Linked DNA regions of Anser cygnoides: region 1 is linked to region 2. The links are chromatin contacts, called in public Hi-C maps. All regions are on one chromosome and are shown on one strand. The core of a region is the stretch at or near the end of the contact, and the rest is flanking DNA. Distances in the headings are between cores, read along the strand shown. Region 1 holds the start of ITPK1 (inositol-tetrakisphosphate 1-kinase). Region 2 overlaps ITPK1 (inositol-tetrakisphosphate 1-kinase).

The links. Hi-C and Micro-C count contacts between places; a contact is called where the count stands out from the background.
Region 1: a Hi-C map of liver shows a contact between it and region 2, with 3 times the contacts expected there. The contact joins the promoter of ITPK1 here to the enhancer-like site in region 2. A contact is called at or near these places in 3 of 7 Hi-C or Micro-C datasets (all in liver).

The regions. Positions count from the first base shown.
Region 1 is chr5:50,502,720-50,509,095 of Taihu_goose_T2T_genome, reverse strand. ITPK1 (inositol-tetrakisphosphate 1-kinase) reads left to right here and starts at 3,493. Exons shown (of 11, transcript XM_048070357.2): 1 at 3,493-3,628; 2 at 3,929-4,104. The coding sequence starts at 4,010.
Region 2 is chr5:50,384,942-50,390,712 of Taihu_goose_T2T_genome, reverse strand. ITPK1 (inositol-tetrakisphosphate 1-kinase) reads left to right here. Exons shown (of 11, transcript XM_048070357.2): 6 at 5,468-5,566. Among named protein-coding and RNA genes, the nearest start is that of CHGA, 38 kb to the right of the region's middle. Within about 2 kb of position 1,947, at least 1 of the 3 cell types and tissues checked has open chromatin away from gene starts, as enhancers often do. A contact at or near this core is called in liver, where this site is marked.

The DNA.
Region 1 (6,376 bases), core at 2,244-4,743, 120 kb before region 2:
CCATGCTTTCACCATCCTCTTCTGCTGCTGTTAAAATGGGATTGCCACCCAGCAAGGCAGCTCTGTGCTTTCTCTTCCTGGCCTCCTTCTTCCAGCCCCTTCACTGCCTTCTGCCACTATAACTATGCTTGTGCCACTACAAACAGGTATGGCAATGCAGATGGGGAATTGATTTGGTTTTGATTAAGACTAAAATATTTTTGTCTACCTTGAATTTGTTTTAGTCTAAACAGTTCCCAGCTCCCTGCTTCTGTTTCCCGTGAAGGGGGGCACGGCAGGAAGCGAGGACAAGTGGCTGTTTCTGGAGGGACTGCTGCTCTCAACAGCAACGCCTGGCTTAGTTAACTGTAAAATGACAGTTTGATTTCCAGCTAGCAAGGCTAATCCCCCTGTGCTGTCTGCACGGACAATAGGCCATTCAGAGAGAGGGAGCTGGGCTGAATCAGCCACTAGAGGGGCCTCCCTCCCGTGACCGGCTGTACAGGAGCGCTACAGGGGCTGGCTGAAGTTTGCGTCTCTACTAGAGTTAGGCACTGTGATTTGGAATACAAAAATCAGAAATGAGCTTTCATCCCTGAGTACTGACTTTCACTGGCTTGTCACTGAAAAGCTGCCGGTCCAGAGTACATTTGGACGTTTCCAGACAACAGCAGAGTTTTGCCAGATTTTAGGCAAAAACCAACCACAAACCGGAAAAGCTCTGCTTCCCTCACAGGCGTCCTCTACTAACCACTGCCAAAGAGGTCACATCTGGCCTTCTTACCAATCTTGCAGTAACGAATCTGTTGTGGATGTGGCAGAGGGCTGAGCAAATGGCAGCCCACCATGCTTCTCGTTCACGTCTCTCCAGCTGCCTCACTGGTGAGGACCAGCCCCAACGCTGTGCAACACCAGGGCTCTCCTTTACGTCCCTCAAAGCCAAGGAGAAGCTGCAGCGCGGTCTGTGCAGGGTTTTGTCGTGCTCCCTCCTGCCTAGAGACATGTTCCAGCAGTGCCTTGTCAGCACGTCACCCGACCCGGTGGTAGGACTGGCTGGAGAAAGCGAAGGCCTCTCCTGGCACTGAAGGCTCAGCCCTTCCTCTTGGCTATCTGCAGCAGAGTCACATCTGCCCTGCAGACAGAAAGGGCGTTAAAAGAAAACAGAAAAAAGCTAAAATGCAGGCAGTGAAAATAGCATCACCTTCTTTTTTCCACTCACTGTTAAAGATCCAGTCGTGACTTCTGCCAGGTGATGAGACAATCGTTCTTAATCATTCATTGAGAAAATATACTTCAATAACTAGCGAAACGAATGGAGATGCCTCATCTTATTCCAAAGTGAACTCCCATGGAATTTCTCTGACTTGTACCACGTGGCAAGTGTCCAACCTCATCTGAGCCCCTGTATGTGTTGAAAGGGACAGAAGATAAGGTGTGAGAGGTTCCACCTAAAACAAGGAAACCTGCTTTGACCTGCAGCTGAAGCTAAGATGAAGAGGAAGATAGTTCTGACTGCTGGAGGGCTTGAGATCTTAATCAGCCCTCACCCCTTTAATTAGCATGAAGCAGCTCATGAGTTGCAGCTTACAGCATCAGGCCGTAGAAAATCGCAGGAATAATCAGCCTGCTCCTGATCAGGAATTGGGTAAACATTACCCTGGGGCTTCGTGTGGTCACAGGTTTGGCATTGCCTGAACTGGCTCTGCAATGTAAACAGAGGATTGTAATGTATTTAGCAACATTATGCAGCAAAGCACAGTGCAGTGGCTCACCATTTGAAATATATTTCTCACGTCTGAAATTGTTCAAGGGTTAAGATTTAAAAAAAAAAAAAAAGGCTGTTTGAAAGGGATTTAAAGCTTTCTCTTTTCTAGGATTGAATCTCGTCTCTGATATATGTCATTTAATTTTGCCTAAACTGGAGCAAAACAAATTCCTACTCTGTAGCTCCTGTTTCATTTCTATAAGAGCCAAGAATGCTTAACACCTCTGAAAACCTGCTCTCCCATATCTGGAAAGAAGTTCATAAATCTTTCTGTCTCTGCAGACTGTGATTTAAATTGGTCTGAAACTGACATTTCTTAAAGAAAAAAAAAAATCAGAAAGAAATCATTTAGGAAGATGGCTTCAATTATATCATGTTTCAATGCATCCATATTCCATTATGATATAAATATGAATCTTGAGCTTAATATGCTAACACAAATCATAATAAAGTCTAAAAATAAAGCCAGTGAAGCGATAGCTGAAATAAAGCATTGATTTGAAAAGCGAAAACAAACTGTTTCAGGATTCTTACTTTATTTTGACAATGTCTGATTAAGCCTTGTATTGAGTTACACATTTTCCTGAAGTTACCATGCTTTCTTGAAGTGTATAAACGTCAGTGAAACATTTTGCAGCAGAAACCGTGCTACCAACATCCATCTACTGGTTCCAATTATATTTATGAACTGTGCAAAAATACGTGAATATGACTCAGATCGTGTGCTCCAAAAAAATGAAGGTTATGCCGCATTAGCGGCAAATAATTTGATTAGCTGAAGTAGAAAAATAAACATTTATCATTCAAAGCCCCTGCAAATGGACAAGGAGTACTACTTTATAGGTTTTCCAACAACTTCAGTGTGAGCTGCTTGTAGGCGACTCCACTCCCCGCACACTTTCACATATACCCTTGGCTTAGGATGACTTCACTGTTAATGTAAATAACGAAAGGAATGTAGAACGGTCTCTACCTACTCCCCGGGTCAATGACCCCCTTCATGTTTCTTAAGGCTTCCCTGGCTTTACCCCTTCCTTCCCTCGAGCGGAGGTTTCTGACGAAGCCGCGAGGCCGCGCTCGCCGCGGCCCCGTGAGTCAGCAGCCAGGGCCGCGCGGGGCTCCTGCGGCACGGCCCGAGGGCATCACCCCCGCCCCAGGTGCTGCCAAGCCCCCGCGAAGGGAGTACTCCTCCGCCCCCGAAGAGAGAAAACCTAAACCGAAACGCAAGTCACCCCGCGAGCGTTCGGGCTGGGTGATATTCGTTTCAGACGGAGGGGAGAAAGAAGGGATGGAAAATAATGCTCGGGCCGTGAGGTGCCGCAGTAACTCAGACGGAGAGGTTCTTCAGCTGGAATCAAAGGCAGAGCAGCTGCCAAGGCATTTAGGAACGCGCCCCTCAAAATAAAAGGGGGGGGGGGGGGGAGGAATGCCAGCTCGTGCTGGTGCTCAACCAGCATGAAAAAAAAGAAGTTAAAGAAGAAATTGTTGTTACTGAAAGTTCTGCGTAAACCCTTCCAGACGCTTGCCAAGTGCTGGCAGAAGGCAGGCCCTCGGCTGTGCGGCGAGAACTCACGCCTTTACTTATTTTAGTTATTTTTCCCGAGAAGGACGCGGCTCCGCCGCCACAACGCCCCCGGCAGCTGCGGGCACCTCGGCCCCGGCACCCGCACCGGGGGCTGCGGGGCGGGCCCGGCCGGGCCGCCCGGGGCGGGGCCGGGGCCGGGGCCGGGGCGGAGGGAGGGACGAGGAGGAGGAGGAGGAGGAAGTGGAGGCGGTTGCGAATAGCGGGCAAATGGGGAGCTGAGCGGCTGCAGCAGCACCGCGCAGCAGCAGCAGCAGTACCAGCAGCAGCAGCAGCGGCGGCGGAGCCGAGCCGGCAGCGGGGTCCGTGCAGGCGGGGTCCGTGCAGGGGGGCGGCCCGGGCTCGGCACGGTTCGGCTCGGGGGCAGCGGTTTCGTGCCGGCTGGGCTCCGCTTGGCTCGACTCGGCAGCGCTGGGCTGGGCTGGGCTCCGGCTGGCGGCAGGGGCACGCCGTGGCCCGGCCGGGCTCGCTGCCCGCCGTGCGGGGCAGGGCCTGCCGCGGCCGGCTCGCTGCGGCGGCGCGGTGCCGGGTCCTCCCTCGGCAGAGCCGTCTGATTGCTCTCCCTTTCTCTCTCTCTTTTATTTTTTATTTTAAATTTAAAGCCGTCGCTCCGCAGACGCCGAGTGCGAGCAGCAGCAGCAGCAGCAGCCGCCGGGGCGCCCGGGAGCAGCGCGCCCGGCACCATGCAGACCTTCCTCAAGGGGAAGCGGGTGGGCTACTGGCTGAGCGAGAAGAAGATCAGGAAGCTCAATTTCCAGGCCTTCGCCGAGCTCTGCCGGTAAGCGGGCGGCACGGCGCCGGGGCCGGGGCCTGCGCCCTCCCGGGCGGCTGCGGGGCGCGTTGGGGCCGCCCCAGAGCCCTGCCCGGCCCTCGGTCGGGGCTCGGCGGCTCCCGCAGCCCGGCCGGCCCCGGGGCGAGCCCGAGGAGCGGGGGTAACTTCCCGCCCTGCGTGTCCCGGCCCCTCGGGAGCCCGGGTTGAGCTGGGACGTGGAGGGGGCGGCTGGAGCGGGGTAGCTGTGGCTGGCGTGCTCCCCGAGGTGCGCGGCGCTTTGGGAAGCTGTAATTGGGCTTCATCGGGGGAGCTGAGAGGATCTCACACACGGTGCGTTGCACAACCAGTTTTATTATCGAAGTGTAAGCGTGAACTTCATGTGGGTCCAAGGTCTCGTGACACATGCGTTATAGCCTCTGAAGAACAGTTTTGTCTTATTTCATTCCATTACTACATTTATATCAAGGATACAAAATAAACTTCGATAATTGAAAATGTCCTAAGTCACCATCTTTATAATTTCTGCAAAGTCTGCTCAGAGTTTGCAGAATACATTTTATAAGACTTCAGGTACGCTTTATTAAGGCACGTCGTGCTAAAAACAGCAGTGCCCGCATTCTGAATTCCTGCTGGCAGCACTGGCTCTTCTCTGCAAAGACGAAGGAGGCACAAGAAGCAGGAAACTATTTTGAGAAAGTAGCAGAAGCTTTTGCATCAGCCTGTGTTCTTGGCGTTCTGTATCTGCTCAGTCAAACCTCAGCAAAACTTACCAGATTTTCTTAAAATATAGAAAGGACCGCAAGCTCTGGTTTAATGTCTTTTTAAATTTCATGTGGTTCTCCAAACAAAATACTTCCGAAAGAGCGATGCCAAGTTCTGGGCCTGCCTAAGAGATTTTTTTTGTGATGCTCGAAAATACGCTTTAACCTCTAATAAGTGTTAGAGAAATGTTGTTGTTAGGGCCTTGATGTTGGGTATAGGTTGGATTTCATAAGCAGAAACTAAGAGGAATCTTAGAAAGTACATAGCTGGTTTCTCATAGTTATTTGCTTTTCATTCCTGGCATCATATGCGGTACTTTATGTTTAGGAATCTCCAAAGATGACTTTCTGTCCTCCGCTGTTCTTGTTTCTCTTTTTGACTGTATGCCTTGCTTTACTTTCTCTACTTCAGAAATTCTTTATGCTTATGTTTCATAACATAGATACACAATTTCTTTGTGTATTGTACAAATTTATTAATAGTTTTAAGTCCTGGCAGTGCTATGAAAATTGACCCCAAAGTGTCTCTCTTGCTACGCTTTCCCAATTTTGTGATGCAAATTAGGCTACCGTACTCTGTACAAGCTAAGCTTGCTTTAAATACCATTTGCAGATGTTGGATAGATTATGTCCATTTGATCATGCTTCAATTATTTTATTTTAAAAGGCATTTAGTATTAGTCTGTTTTTAGAAGCGGAGTTAAGTGCTGGGTTTAAAGATCAATGCAGTTGCTGGAGTAAGTTGCTTGGTCGTCCATCCTGGTAACTTCCATTGATACCAGCGGGAGGCCATGTTCATTTAGGCAAAGATTTTGTGTATTTTATGAATAATATCTACTTGATTACTTGTGTATTTATATGATTTTATTGCGGCAGAAAAAGTAGTGCCAAGCTCAACATACATCTTACCAGAAATATTGTGCATAGTAGGAAATAAGGCAAGTGTACTCATTCCTGTACAGTGATTCATGCGTTAGAGTGGACTATGTGTCTGTCTGTCTACTCTATGTATTTTATGGTGACTGTTACTGGGATTTTATTTGCCTGTTGCCTAGGGATATACTTTCTGGATGACTACAAAGTTCAGTTTTGTTTGTACGAGTTTGCAGTGAAGCAGTTATATAACCCAGGAAAGTAACAGAAGACGCCTAATGAACTCCTCAAGTGTGCTGTTTTTAGACCCAGAGTATTGTTGGGATAAGAAAAGTCTTCAATTTTTTGCAGTCTGCCAGCGCAGCCAGTTCTAGCGTGAGGCACCGGTGCCATAGAGGGATTAGGGACAGACATTTCAAAACCAGCTTGAGCCATCCTCTGGGAGACGGTCTAAGTGCTGAACCGCTTTCATAGGAGTGGTTTCAGGTTTTGTCTCCAGCAGCACTCCAGAACTGAAACACTATGAAAGACGCTAGCTGAAACAAGATGTGAGTGAGCGTGAGTGCACCAGCAATGAAGGTGCTGCTCTGGGGGCACAGGCAGCCCTGTCTTCAGGTCTGTGCTCCGCAGAGACTGGGCAGGTC
Region 2 (5,771 bases), core at 698-3,197:
TAAACGCCTTTTGTTTTTCCAGTAACTTTCTCAGGATTTTGGTTGCTGATGTTCAGACCAAAGCTTCAAACAGGTAGTTTGTTTAGGTGGTGTAATGACCTCAGTAGCGTCAAAAAGTCTTTTCCCTGAAACTCTCCTTAATCTAGCTTTGTAGAGCACCCCCTCACCAAGGATAGGTGAAGCCTTCTCCCCACTTTGCAAATGGAAACTCTGAGATAGGACATGCGTGGTGGTCAGGGTCTCATGGCAAAGGGCTGATGGCAAGGGGCTGAGAATAAATACCTGTTCCTCAGTGTGTCTGCTCTGCTTCCTAATCCCTAGGTTAGAGACAGTGAAGGATGGTGAATTACTATGTAGGGACACATGTTGAGACTATAAATCTGAAGTTTAATAGGCAATGGCATCCTCGTGGTTTTGTTCCTAGCCACAGGTTTTGTGCTTTCCTCACAGAAAATCTGTGACCATGAACTGTGTTTTTTTTAAATCCTTTTCTGAAGAAGTGCAGTTTTTTGATTTATGAATGCAGAGCATTGGAGCTGCAATTTGTTATTTGCTGTTTTATCTCTCCAAAGTTGTAAAGACCACAGAAATCTGAATAGGAAAATATGTTTCTGTTCATTTGTTCTTAGGGTTTATTTTTTTCCACAGCGATCCACAGCTGTCCTCTGCACTTCCCAACTTTTTATAGTGCAAGGACTACCTACCCTTATTGAAAACCATCCAGAGACTTGTACAGCGCTGTCACAGTGGTTTCTGTTTATTATCACTTAAGATTTGCTTAAACTAGGAACAGACATGTATTACTGTTAGTTTTCCTTTATCTGTTTTGCCTACCTGCTGCATGGGAGTGTGTGTTCAGTGCTGGGTTTCTTGCGCCTTCTTCCTTTGAGGGTTTGGGTATTTTGTAATCGTTTTGCAGTCTGTCTGCAGGCCACCAACGATGCACAGGGCCTGGGTAGGGGACCACTGCTCAACATCTCTTGTTTGGGCAAGTCTCAGGCAATGTCAGCCAATTCTCACTGCCAGAAAACTTACTTTTTCCCCAACCAGTTCTCAGTCTGCATCTTCCACATCTTCGCATCCCATTGCCCCTGTCACTATCGTTAAACCTCATCTATAATAATCCCCTCCATGGCACCAACACCTAGCTATGAATACTCTTTCACCTCTCTCCTGTTGTTTAGCAGTGCTAATCGTGCCATACACTAGCCTTCATCAGTCGGGTGTTCCTCCTTCATCCTCAAGTTGCCCCGTTGGAGTGGAGCACTGCTCTGACAAAGCTCAGGCCAGAGTAGGCCCGGCTGGGAAGAACAGAAGAACAGAAACGATGGTTAAAAAAGATCAGCATAGAGAAGAAATGGGGATGGGGATGAGAGGAAATGCAGAAAGTAAAATATCAAGGAGAGAGGGAGCACCCTGTGAGATCAGATACTCTTGAAGAAAAGGGAGAAGAAATTAAAGAAAATACAGAAAGCAGACACTGCAAAGTATGTGCCAAGACATACAATAAAGATAAGGACAAAGATGGCGGTGGGGACACAGTGACAACATTTTGACCTTGCATTTAATGATGATGTGTTGTTTCTAACAACAAGAATGCTACAGATACGTTTGGTAGTTGTCTGAAGTGGGAGCCGAACCCTCTCCCTGTCTGAGTAGCCTTTCCTCATTGCCAGCTCTGGATTTGACGTGGCCCACCTGCAGTTCTGTCGCAGTTTCCAAGGGCAGGCCTCTGACAGACTACCAGGCAGTTGGAAAAATAAAGAAATACCACTCTGTAAATGTGCCCTATAAAAATATATAGCCTCTTTTATCACAGCGTTCCTCTGACATACGAAGAGATTTTTCTTCCTGATGTCTTCAGTTCCAAAGACTGCATGAAGATGGGGCCAGTAACGACGGTTGTCTGCTAATCGCGCGCCTCAGTGTGCGCGCCCGCTGTGAGGGAGGAAGGGCCTGAGTTTTACTGTCAGATCCAAACTGGAGAGCATAGAAATTGCATTTGTAATAATCTCTCGAGAACTAAGGGCACTTGTACATCTCCACAGACAGAAGGCGAGCTAGTCTTTTCCAAGCGTGCTGTTTTACGTGTCTCTTCTAGTCAGGCACATCCCAAAGCGCAGCTGCGAGCTGAGGGAGTCGTGGTGGTGGAGGCTCTGGGCTGGGTCAGCTCGGTGGCCTGACCCACCGAAACGGGCCCTTCTGTGAGTGTAAGGCAGCTGTGTGGAAGGGTGCCACGTCTAGTGGCACGCAATAGTTCTCAGAGGGCTTTTAGAGAAGGGTTAAGTCCTCACTAGGTCTCTGTCATGCAAATAGGAGTAGTGCTTGTCTTCAGGCTGGAGGGTTAGTGTCAACACGAAGAGTCAGTGGTGGGGCCAGGCTCTTGTTCTCACCTCTGGACTGTTATGGTCATTTGTTTGTATATTTAGTGTTGTCCTTTTGGTACTGGTTCCCCGTGGTGACCGGTCACTACAGGTTTGTGAAGGGGCAGTGACAGCAGCCAAGTGTCCGGCACCCAACTGGCACTCGGTAGGATCCTGCTGTAGCTGCTGACGCCGGGGGGAGGCGAAGGGAAGGTTAAAGGTGCCTGTTTGCACTTGGTGGATTGTACGGGCTGATTTCATGCTGGTGAACCACTACAGAGATTGAGCCTCAGCCATGGAATTAGGTCTGTCCTGGACCTCAGGGCAGAGAAGGTGTGCTGAGACTGCAGTCACTCTGCTAGCGGGAGCCTGGTGATGAGAGAGCTTCAGAGTGTGTTTGCCACCTGGAGAAGGAAGAAGGGATCACTACTGACAGCTGGAGGGCTTTTTTTAAACTGACAGCTACCTTCAGAATTGCAGTGTGTGCAATTAAACTCAGAGCAGCACTTCCTAGCTGTAGGCTGTACTGAAACCTTGGATTGAGTGAGGGTTTGTTTGTCCTCGGGTCTGGCCGTGAATTAAGAGTCTGGTTTAGAGGCTTTAGTGGGCTAGAATTGCCTTCTTGGTGGAGAAAATGCCATTGCTGTGCAAAGTCAACAGGAGCACTTTGAGATGCTAAGAGTCTTCTCTGCTTGCTTTTGTTGATCCAGGTGGTCTTTTCTAAGTACAAAGTCAAAGAGATTACTGTTTGCTCCTTCCTTCATCTCCCCATGCAAGTGTCCTGTAATTGGCAGGAACACCGAAACCTCCCTGTCTCCGACTGCTGTTTGCTTGGGAAGTGAGGTGGAACCGTACATCCCTCTGCATTTGCACTCTGAAGGCAAAGTTATTTGTGAGCCCTAAGCATATGGGTAGGAGAGCTGCCAAGGCAAAGTTGTTCCCAAGTATCTGTAAACTAAATCTGATTCCTTAAATTCATCCAGCTAAGGAACTTTAGCTCTGGCAAAGGCTTGTAAATATTCCAGTACCTGTCACTTTTGGGTGCTGCTTTCTGTTTTCATACCAGTGAAGTGAAAACTTTGAAGTCTGGGATGTTTTGTTTAGCTTTTTAGAGGTTGACCTCAAAGTATCAATCCTTCTGCTCTGTTTAGGATGTATGAAAATAGACTTTTCTTTTTGCAGAAAACTTCTGGCAGCAACAGTGTTGCTAGTGTCCTGAGTTCTTGTATGTTCTCAGAACACTGAAGCAGGTATTGAGATATGTATACCAAAATACAGAGTTTTTTCTGTTAGTGTTGGAATTTCCCCTTCTGTATGAGAGAAAATGCATAAGCATATTCTTAAAATGAAGTAACAAGCATTTAAACGATGCTTATAAAGTAGTTTCTGGATGTGCAGCACTCTGAGAGTATATGGTTAGTTTTGCTGGGGTTTTAGTTTACATGTGCTTTTCACTTTCTGTACCATCTGCACAGCATAGCCTCCACCTGTTTGGATTCTCCGTGCTCACTGGGGTAGATATGGATGGTACTAAGTCCTGTTTTGCTTATTTTCGAGACAAGTTGCTGGTTGATGCAAATCTGTGGCTTGAGTTTGCTAGGCAAATGATGTTCCCATCATTTTTACTTGTCTCCAGTTGCTTCTTGGAGCAAGGTGTCACGCTGCGTCCCTTGAAATAAGACTTACAAGTGAGTTTTGGCAGACCCATTCTGAATTGTGGTTCTGTACTGCGCAGCTAACTTGAGTTATAACTAATTTGTGACTCCATAGTTAAAACTTTTTTTAAAGGGTAAAACCCTTTACCGAAAGGGTTATTAAGCATTGGAACAGGCTGCCCAGGGAGGTGGTGGAGTCACCATCCCTGGAGGTCTTTAAAAGACGTTTAGATGTAGAGCTTAGGGATATGGTTTAGTAGAGTACTTAGTGTTAGGTCGGAGGTTGGACTCGATGATCTTGAGGTCTCTTCCAACCTAGAGAAATCTGTGAATCTGTGAAACTCTGTGGACACAATATTTTTAAGACTGTGCTCACTGACAAGTTAATTTCAATGGTTGCTCCTGCTTGGGTGATGTCCTTGGTTTGAATATGTCAATGTGTGCAAAGCTTTTGTCTTTGGGCTCACTAACCTGTCCCAGAGCTGTGGCTGAAGCCAAAGTTCTCTTTGCACTTGAAATCACAATCCAACTCTCTTGAGAGGTGGAGATTTATGACTGAGCACTTTGAGTCCTACAGTGCTTTCCACACATTCCTGCTGCATGCGTAGAGGAATCAAAGTTCTCCCACAGCAAACAGGACGTGAGTCCTAGAGCATTTCAACCTACTGAATCACTAATAGGGCCGAGTTTTGACTGCAGCCATCCCACAACCTCAATTGAACAAGCAAGACATCAGCAGAAACACCCTGGACCAGAACTGCTCTATTCAATTTTACCATGGTTCCTTTGTTGTTTTTTTTTTTTTTTCTTTTTTTTTTTTCCCTCTCTAATCAAAGGCCAATGAACAGTTTTGCCAAGGTGTCTCAGTGGAAAGAGGTGCTCTGACTCTGGCCTTGCCAGACCAGATGGTTACTGCTTTCATGACAGGGATGTCTCAATGGACAGTGGGATGTACTGCATGTCTGGCACCTTGGCTGAAAGAAACCCACACTGGAATCTGCCACCTGAGTGGCCCTACAGTAACGATTGCTTTGGGAGGCTCCCTGTTCCAACCACACTTGCTGACCATACAGGTTTTTGTAAAATGCCTTTGAAAATGTGACTTGAAGGTATAATATTAAGAACTAAGATCCCAGCTGCTTTTTACTTTCTTGGTTACATCTTGTGCAGCTACATATTCCTAAGTGGGTGATGGTTTTTGCCTGCCTGCCTGTGAAGATGTGGACTTTGTATTTCCATTTTAGTGTGTCTGAAAATTGACATTTCATCTTCTGAAATGTTTTCAGAATTGCGAAGTCATGTCTGGCTGATAATCTTTCTGATGCTTTAATATTGACTGTTAAAGTACAGCCAAGACTCTCAAGAAGCAGTTAGTCTGGAGATAGCTTGTAATGATGCAGCTGAGAAGGTAAACTCCTGATCTTCATGTGGACTCTTTTTGTCTTGTAGATGAGAGGATCTGTTCACCACCCTTCATGGAGCTGACAAGTGCCTGTGGAGAAGATACCTTGCAGCTTATAGAGAAGAATGGACTGGCATTCCCTTTCAGTATGTAAATGGGTTTTTCATTGGTGCTTCTGGTAGGCTCTTACTATTGCACATGCTCCCTCAGGAACGTTGTGGCCAACATTGCAGGAGTGTGTGGTTCATTGCCAAAGTGTACAGGTTAAAACCTTCCTGAAGCAAGTGGCTGTGAAGCAGTCTGCTTGGAATGTGGAACAAAATCCCTCCCTATCAGCTTTTACTTAGCTTT